3 separate regions of the Rattus norvegicus genome follow, and all the other regions are linked to region 3. Evidence: chromatin contacts called from public Hi-C data. All regions are on one chromosome and are shown on one strand. Each heading gives the region's core, a stretch centred on a gene start, on an enhancer-like site or on the middle of the called end of the contact. The rest is flanking DNA. Distances are from core to core; before and after follow the strand shown.

Region 1 (2,828 bases), core at 121-2,620, 320 kb before region 3:
TTGACATTTATTATTTTACATAGTGAATTCTTAAACTGTATGGATCATTATTTTAGAAATCTTTTGTCCCCAAAACCTCCCAGGGTAGGGGAAATAAGAAAAATCCGTATATAAAATGCATAATATTTTGTAAATTCACATTTGGGGGTTAGATTTTTCTAAGTAGTTAAATTGAGTGTCCCTTAGCACATTTGGTTAAGAAGTGTTTCAGACCCCCCAGTCTTGTCTTTAATTCCAGAGCAGTCTTTAAATCAAGCAGTTATAATCTCTAAAGGTTCAGCCTTAAAATTTTACAATGCTTTAAAAATAATGGTACTGGGGGCTGGAGCCATGGCTCGGTGATGGAGAGTGCTGGCTGCCCTTCCACCATTTGATTGACTCCCAGCAACTGTTTGTAATACCATTTTCAGGGACCTGATATTCTCTGTGGTTGCATAGACATATATGCTGGCAAAACACCATACACATAAAATAAGTTAAAAATAATATAAACAAAAATAATGGCATCACCCAACAGTTAGGCAGAAGGAATTAAGGACCTTTGTGTCCCTAAATGATAATAACATCAGGTAAACTCTTCCTGAAGTGGGAAACACCACAGGCTCTTGCCTTAAGAAGGAAAGGTCTCAGAGATAACGAGACAGATAAAAAGTCCCACCTTCGATGAAGTGCCCGTCACATGATGACTTTTGTGGTGATGGTTGTCGAACAGCATGCAGATTCACTGAAGGTCATGTTGTAAGAAAGCAATTTGTGCTGTAGGTTGGCAGTGCTCTGTGGACCACACTGTTAAGGGCGTGGTTCAAATATTTGGAAGAGAAAATAAAACTTTTTTAAACCAATGAAAATTACCTTCCAATTCTCATTTTAAGCAGCCATCTGCAAGCATAATAATTTTATTATTTCCATGAACTCCCTGTTTGATTATCCAGTGACCTGATCAGTAAACATTTGTCAGGCTTTGCCTTCCCTGGAGTATAAGCTTAGAGTGTATAAGGCATTTCCCCTCTTTTAAGCAGTGTTCAGTTAGGAAAGTGTTGTGTTAATATTGTGAGCACAATTGTCTGAGAACATGAAGAACCTTCATCTGGATCTTTTATAACCATAAAAGGCAATGTGTCATGCTTTCCTGTTTTGCATGGATGAGGAGGGAGTTAAAAACACCAAAAGAATTTTTATTGCATAGAAATATTTCCTCCCTTGCAGTTGGTGAAGCAGTACTGAGCCTGTGAGGTAGCACTCCTATAGCAGGGGACAGGAGGAGAGAAATGTAGTCTCACAGGCGCCTCACAGAGCTCCTGCCTCTGCGGTCTCTCTTGCATGGCAGTGTCAGCCTGGGCAGAGTATCTGCTGCTCTTCTCCTCATAGCCACTGGGACAGGCAGGGAAAACAGAGGTCCTTTTCTACTGCAAGAGGAACTTCTGTGTCTGTGACTTGTACAGAGAGGCCAGAGTCACACTCATTCGATTCCTGATCCCTGGAGGAGCCTAGACAAGTGCCTTCCATATGGAGAAGGTTCTTTTGGAAAAAAAAATTGCTCACCACTGCAGATTGTCATAGTGTATTTAGAGCTGCTATAACATTGGAGACCATTACCACCATATAAAATTAATAGACCTGATCTATCAGTTGAGGACTAGCTAAGCGGTCATCACATCTCAACATACCTTAGACACCTGCCTTCCCATTAGCCTACTCTCTTACAGTTTTTGATGCTGGCCTGTAACCCTTTTGTTACTGATTCTCTTTTTTTTCAGCCCTAATAGAATGTAGGCAGCCTGGTGTGGTGATATCCCCAGGACCCTAGCACATGGGGAAGGGAGGCAGGAGAATCGGGAATTGAAATCCAGTCTGGACTACTTGAAACTCCCTCTCTGTCTCTGTCTCTGTCTCTGTCTGTGTCTCTGTGTCTGTCTGTCTGTCTCTCTCTCTTTCCCTCCCTCTCTCTCCTTCCCTCTCTCTCTCTCTCCCCCTCTTTCTCTCTCTCGTGTGTGTGTGTGTGTGTGTGTGTTTGTGTGCACGCACGTGCGCATGTGTCTGTCTGTATGTATGTATACATGTATGTATGTATGTATGTATGTATGTATGTATGTATGTATGTATGCATGCTTAAGTTAAACAGAACTTTTCATCCAAACTGAGAGACATCCATGATTTCTTTAGTCAGTTTCAGATCTATTATCTCTCAGAAGACCAAGACCAATTTATAGTCTGGATATAGAAATATCCTAGCAACCTGAACAGCATAGGGATTTTTTTTCAGATATTCCTAAATTGTTTTCATTTATAATGTTAATTGTAACAAAACTGAGCCAACCTGAAATTGTTTATATTCATTAAAGGTAAGGAAACATTGAAACAAAATAACAGAAGCCCAAGAGTTCTTGATGTGATCTTGCATATTGCTGTGGGGTGGGGGGAAGAAAACGGGCCATTCACCCAGTTGTCAGTAACTCAAAAGTCAAGAATACTTGTGTTTTTAGCATGTCGTATTTCTCACCTAGAAGTTACAAGGGTAGCATTTCTAGGAAGACACATTTGCATTCTTATCATGATGCAAGGAAATGTGGGGTGGCTGTTCTCTGATGTGGTTGAAATTGACATCACATAACTTTAAGTGATTAATGGTTTTTATTAAAAGCAGACACGGTAGAAGAGGGAATGCTTGATGTCATCTGAGTTCTGTTAGTGGCTGAGAACAGGAAAGATCGCAGGGTAAGCTCTAGTTCCAGTGCCAGCTTTGCCCCTGACCTAGACCTTGGGCAAGTTGCTTGTTTCTGTCACTATATCTGATTTGGAAAGAATGTAATTCCTAGGTCATAATGTAT
Region 2 (2,846 bases), core at 137-2,636, 440 kb before region 3:
CGTGGAACTTACAGAAATCTCTCTTTACATTCCAGATCTAAGCAAGATAATAGGCGCGCGTGCGCGAGCGCGCGCGCGCGCACACACACACACACACACACACACACACACACACACACACACACCCCAAACTCACTAGGGATGTTTCCTGTCGACACCTGTCATTCAGACACAACCTTTCCTCCAGAATCCATTTTTTCCCCCTGACTTTGGCTATGTCCTGTTTTGTAGAGGGAAGGGAACATAATATTTTGGTAGGATTATATCTTTAAAGATGGAGAATTACATCCATTAAAAAAAATAAACAACTTAGCAAAAAAAAAAAATTGGCAAAATCAGAAAATGCTTGCAAGAGGATTTGGGATGTTCTAGAGAATTACAAAGATAAATGATTTCAGGTAAAGACCAAGAGTCTCTAATTTGTGAGGGGAATAAAGAGTCAGAGGCAAGAGAGAGATGGATAGACAGCCCTTGTTGGAGGGAAAAGAGAAAATGATTAAAAGTTTTTAAATGTATTCTGAAAAAAAATAAAAATAATTAAAATGTGTTCTGAATAAAATCTGTACTCTCCCCCCTCGAGCCTTAGGTACTGGACTCCTTCCCTGTTATTGTCTCCTCAGTGGCGAGCCCCTGTTTGATAGTGGTTGTGTTGAGTACACAGCAAAGCTGCAAACCATCTCTCATTAGTTCTTTCTTTGTACTTATGCCTAACCCTCTCCCTCTGGAGAAATGCCAGTTTGCCACTAAATTTAAATAAATAAGAACATGTCTCATCAATAGGGGTGGCAAATCTAGCCCCTCTTTAGAGCACTGAGCAATTTATGACCATATGTTAAATACCATAAAACAGCTTTAAAGATTTGGGCCCTGGCCATTGCCAGATTGCACCGTAGGAGTACGGCAGCGCTGCAAGGGACTGGGAATGTTTCCTCCGGCCCTTGCAGGCCTCAGCAACTCACTGATGTCACAGCCAAAGGGGCCTGTTTTCAAACATTCCCTTTATAAAGGTGAAATCCCACAAGATCCCATTTGGCATTTGGGTAGCGAGAAAGCAAGACTTCTTTTTAACTCTTAAGGGTCAGAATTAGTAAGACAGTGTTGTGTGGGAGAGCAAGTAGCTTGGCAGTGGTGAGTGTAGGAGGCAAGTCGGGAGTTGGTAGGAGACGTCCTTCTCATTCTTGTTCTTGGAGCGTGAACTGGGCTTTTATATGGTACCAGGCAACCAAATACCGCATTTCTCACTCATTTTCTTCTTGCCAGCTTCCATGGAATTAATATTAATGTTACAACAATTTAAAAATTTCATACTAAAGAGCTGCCAGCTGTAAGGATTCCTTTTCTTCCAGGAGTATGACTCATTATTTGGTGAACTCCAAATATTAGCTTTTCTTTTTACCATCATCACTGCCTGTGACTCACACATGGCATATCGTGGGCTCGTGGTTGAGAGCATGTAGGAGTGTGCCAGCACATGTGCTTTTTGGTCAGGTGGTTCTGGATGGTCTCAGATGAGAACACTGGAAGCAGGGACAGGCCCACCAAGTGCAAGTAGGCATGGCAAGGCTCTGGGTCGCACTTCACTGACACATCTCCTGGAAAGAGAAAGATGATGAGATTTGGCTGTCAAAGGTCCAGGATCCCCAGCCTTCTTGAATGTGTATGTGCCAGCCCTAGGACTGAAATCTGTCCTGCCCGTATAGACCGTTCTGTTTGGTCTTCCTTTGTAGCTCCTCTCCTGTACATTTGAGGCAGTCACACACTTCTCTAGGAAGTGCAGTTGGGAAGCTCCTGTTAAATTCTTCCTAAGGCAGGAAACACACTATTGTTTCTTGTTGTTGCTTTCTTCCTTTGAAAGAACAAATTATTTCATACTTTGGCAATTTATAAAGGCTCCGGGTAGTAGTTTGAAAAAACCATACTGCTGGTCTAAGGCAAAAATGCAGTGATCTTTCCTGACACCTTTAAGTCTGGGCTTGTTTTCCCATGACACGTATGCTGCAGGAGGGCAGCTGTGGAAGAGTGGAAGTCCTTTCCCCTACTGCACATGAAGTCTTTAGAGGGACAACAGGATTTTGCTTTGAGCCTTTGATTTTAAGCTTCAGTCTAATTAATTAGGCTATAGCTGCCCACTTAATTCTTCTCTGTTTCTCTCAGGACCTTTCTGTTCCTGTTACAGGCATCTGTTAAGTCTTTTTACCTGAGTGGGTTTCTTGAATATTTGCATCATAGTTTTCAAACTATGTAGAACACAGAAGCAGTTAAAATGCCCTCTTCATTCTTTAATATGAGAAAAATGTCACTTTAGTCATTTCTCAGTATCTTGCCACAGTGGATGGAAATTAGAATAGGGAACATTTGGCTTTCTGTGAGTTGAAAGCTAGATTTTTGGCAACTGATTTCTTTCTGTAGACTAGTAATTATTCTTAGCTCAGTCCACCAAAGAGAAGAACCTGTTTAATAAAGGGGACCAGCTCATTATTGAGTTCCGTTATAGTATTTAACATAGCATCCTTGGCTATGTGTCATGGCACAGGCCCTTCGTACTCCAAGCCTCTCTTTTCATTTCTGAGAAGCCTGCCTTCAGCAAGGTCCAGTCGTAGTATGTGAAGTGTAACTGTGCTCTTGTATCATAGCTCCTAACACAAATGAAGGGAAGGGAAGGGAATAGGGAAAAGGGAAAAAGGGGGGAAAAGAGGGGAAAAGAGAGAAAAGGGGAGAAAAGGGGAGAAAAGGGGGAGGAAGAGGAAAAAAGGGGGAAGGGAAAGGGAAAAGGGTAAGCTCTGTCCTCCATAGGAGGAAATAACCCACAGAAATTTTGCTGAAGGTAGATTTTATGTCTGCTTTAT
Region 3 (3,230 bases), core at 231-2,730:
CCCTCAATGTCATGAGGTGTTTCTGGCCTTAGTGTGGAGCAAAGAGGTAGCTCCTCTCAGAGTGTGGCCCTGGACCACAACCATGTTCCTGCACTTTCCAAGAGGACAGAAACCATGACCAAAGGGGGAAAAAGATGTCTATAAGAAAGTAATTCTTTTAACGTGTGTGTGTGTGTGTGTGTGTGTGTGTGTGTGTGTATGTGTGTGTTGCAGAAAATGGATTAGCACCACTTCTAGTTGGACATGGCCCATGCCTGTAATAATCCCAGTGCTGGTTGACCAGATGGCTCAGCCTAAAATGGCAGTTACCATGAAGCTTGACCACCTGAATCTGACCAAGAGACCCACAGGGTAGGAGGAGAGAACCAGCTCCTACAAGTTGTCCCCTTCTGACCTGCACCCGTAGCTGCACCCCTATAACAAAGTAGAGAACGCACGCCTGTTTGTCCAGCATACACAGAGACAAATAAATACATGTAATTAAAAAAAAATCCCCAGTGCTTGGGAACCCAAGGCAGGAGGATTGCCATGAGCTACATAGTGATTCTTTTTATGTAGCTTCTACAGCTGGAAAAATACTAAAATACTACGATTCTGAATAAACCAAGACAGGTCCATCTATCCTAAGATGTCTCTTGGCAGGTTCTTGTGGGGACTTCCAGCAGTATGGCCAACCCCACCTTCCCGATTCATTTCCTGGTCTGTGTCCTCGAGGAGCAGTGAGATCTGGCAGTTGGGACACCATCTCCCTCCTCATCCCCCATGCCTGTCACCAACCCTGGCACATAGTTGATGCCTTGTAGGTAGCACTATGGAGTTGATCCTCAAACTGGGACACCACAAGAGGGAAGAGGGTGTTATTAATAGTTGTGCCATCTGGAACCATATTGGACAAACAGGTGTCTGTCTGTTCTCTACCTTATGCATAGGTGTCTGTCCATCTGAACGAGGCTCTGTCTGACACTGAGGTGACTTCTGTCATACAGCTGCCTGCTTCTTTGCCAAAAATATTCATCTCGGTGCCAGGAACGGAGCCACAGGCTTCTTGTTCTTTAGAGCACGAGCTCACGCCAGCCTAAGGAAGGAGACACTCTTGTTAAGAGAGTCAACTGCGCTTAGAGGGGTTAATAATGCGCCTGAGGTCACACAGAAATAACAGAAATACAGCTGCATCCAATTCCATCTAAGTCAGAGTGTTCTAAGCCTACTGTGGAGCCCAAGGTGGGTCTGACAGGAGGCTGGCCAGGCTGGATGGACTGGGACTAGTGTCTCCCTTCCCTCCTGGACTCTCATGCCTAGTTGGGTTCTCTCTTCAGGGCAGATGGAAGAGGTGGACCCAGTTGGGTTGCAGCAGGCCTGAACTGGAGCTCTGTCAGGAAGCTGGCTGGGCACTTCCTCAGCTGGTCTCCACCTACCCTCCCGCAGGACCTGGGCCCTGCCAGAGACAAGCCAGACAAACACAGCTCACTGGTGCCCTCTGGTGTCTGACTCTTTTGGCCCCGTTGCTCCTCTAGGGAACATCACACTGTGTTCTCTCTGAGCAGGGCCCATGAGAGGGTCACCCAATGTAGAATCAGATTAGGACACCGAGCATGTCAGTAATGACTCTGGGATGGCAGACACAAGATGGGACTATTCCAGGCTGGGTAAGTCATGTGGTCATTCTATCTAAGCTTAGAACCATCTCGCTGTAACCTCCAGAACCCTCTCAGGAAACAGCCTGGTGAAGACACCAAGATAACATGTAAGTGCTTAGCAGGAAAGAGTAAGGAGTCATTGGCTAATGTGGTCAATGATTGACTATTAGTCTCTCTTAGGAGCAGTCGGCAATCTGGTGTTGCTCTGGGAGCCCATTTCCAGGGGTTCAGACAGGATAAGGTGCACCCAGAGCTGTCAATGAAGCAGGAACGAGGGGTCTGGTCTTTACATGGGCTGGGAGGGTGCTTCTGGGGCTCAGTCATGTGGCGTGAACAGCAAACTCAGCATTCTGGCCTGTGAATGGTCCAGATATCCCTCCTCTGGCAATTTAGGACCTTGCCAGGGCAGGGAGTAGACAAGGGAAAGCTCACTGTCGCTGAGACAAGACCATTTTGGTGTCAGCCTTTGAAGTGGTCCTCCTGTCCACTAGCCGTGTCCTGATGCTAACTGAGGTGACCTTTTCCCTGCTGAGTGTCCAGCAGGTGTGGGCGAGCATCCTTCCATGCCTCTGTTGCACACTCCGCCCTCCATTTCCTCCTCGAAGCCTCCATCCCCATCAACCTCTGGCTTCTGGCAGGATCAGGGATCTCTGATGGGAATTGGTCCAGGATGACCAGCAGCTGTGATACCCCTAAAACCAAGTGAGGTCTGGTACAGGTACAGGGCCTTGAGGTCCACCCTGTGAAGCTGCCAATCACAGGGAAGGTGCTAGTGACCAGAGCCAGGGTAGAGGGACCACCTCAGACAGTGAGCAGAGTATGAAGGTGCCTCAGGAAGAGGAAACAGGAAATGGCAGGACAGAACTCAGAAGGCCCCCATATGGATCTCAGAAGGCAGAGGTGGGAGTTGGGGAATGATAGAAATAGATTACCATGGGCTTCCAGGGGTAGGGGAGGGCAGAGTCTGTGTGGCTTGAACATTGTGTGTATGTAGGTTTGATCCAGAGGCTTGTAAGTGACTTTAGCAAAGACAAGAGGGGGACAGACACCATTTAGAAAGAATTCTTGCAGCCTAGGGGAGATGGCTCAAGCCTGGTGCCTTGTCCAAGAGAGAGGAGAAAGCTTCGGGTTGGTTTTGTGTTCCTCAAACCTGTTTGCCCACGTCTTTGGCATCTGTGCCCCGTGAGGAACCTGCAAGGAGCTAGGCATGTCTGGGCCTGAGAGTGGCAGTCATATATGAGGCCATGCACTTCCTGCAGATGCTCCCCTGCTGGGGTCACCAGGGGCCCCTTTCGAGGACCTTCTTCCTGGTCTTTGCTCACCAGAGCAGCCCAGAACCTCACACCATAGCAGGTGGCTCTGTTTTCTTCCTGCCCACCTGCCCCTTCCTCAGTGCCTTGGCTCGACACGAGTCTTCCTGCCCACACTCACTCTCACACTCATCCTTGAGCTTTGCATAGCCAGCCTCACACAAGTGCCTGTAAGCATTGAGTCTGGAGAGAGAGCTTGGGGTTGAGCTCGGCCTCTGCCATTCACCTGCAATGTGGCCCTGGGCAGTTCGAACCCTTTGTGCCTCAGTTATCTCATCTGTGA

The links. Hi-C and Micro-C count contacts between places; a contact is called where the count stands out from the background.
Region 1: a contact with region 3 is called in a Hi-C map of the A7r5 cell line, with 4 times the contacts expected there. The contact joins two enhancer-like sites. A contact is called at or near these places in 4 of 12 Hi-C or Micro-C datasets (the A7r5 cell line, the Rat2 cell line, hepatocytes and 1 more).
Region 2: a contact with region 3 is called in a Hi-C map of the A7r5 cell line, with 2.5 times the contacts expected there. The contact joins two enhancer-like sites. A contact is called at or near these places in 2 of 12 Hi-C or Micro-C datasets (the A7r5 cell line and the Rat2 cell line).

What each region holds. Positions count from the first base shown.
Region 1 is chr6:30,293,748-30,296,575 of GRCr8, reverse strand. All of the region lies in intron 6 of Babam2 (BRISC and BRCA1 A complex member 2), which reads left to right. Among named protein-coding and RNA genes, the nearest start is that of Babam2, 170 kb to the left of the region's middle. Within about 2 kb of position 1,370, at least 6 of the 93 cell types and tissues checked have an H3K27ac peak or open chromatin away from gene starts, as enhancers often do. A contact at or near this core is called in the A7r5 cell line, where this site is marked.
Region 2 is chr6:30,412,696-30,415,541 of GRCr8, reverse strand. All of the region lies in intron 3 of Babam2 (BRISC and BRCA1 A complex member 2), which reads left to right. Among named protein-coding and RNA genes, the nearest start is that of Babam2, 53 kb to the left of the region's middle. Within about 2 kb of position 1,386, at least 21 of the 93 cell types and tissues checked have an H3K27ac peak or open chromatin away from gene starts, as enhancers often do. A contact at or near this core is called in the A7r5 cell line, where this site is marked.
Region 3 is chr6:29,975,426-29,978,655 of GRCr8, reverse strand. It overlaps the pseudogene Pym1-ps2. Among named protein-coding and RNA genes, the nearest start is that of Plb1, 47 kb to the right of the region's middle. Within about 2 kb of position 1,480, at least 8 of the 93 cell types and tissues checked have an H3K27ac peak or open chromatin away from gene starts, as enhancers often do. A contact at or near this core is called in the A7r5 cell line, where this site is marked.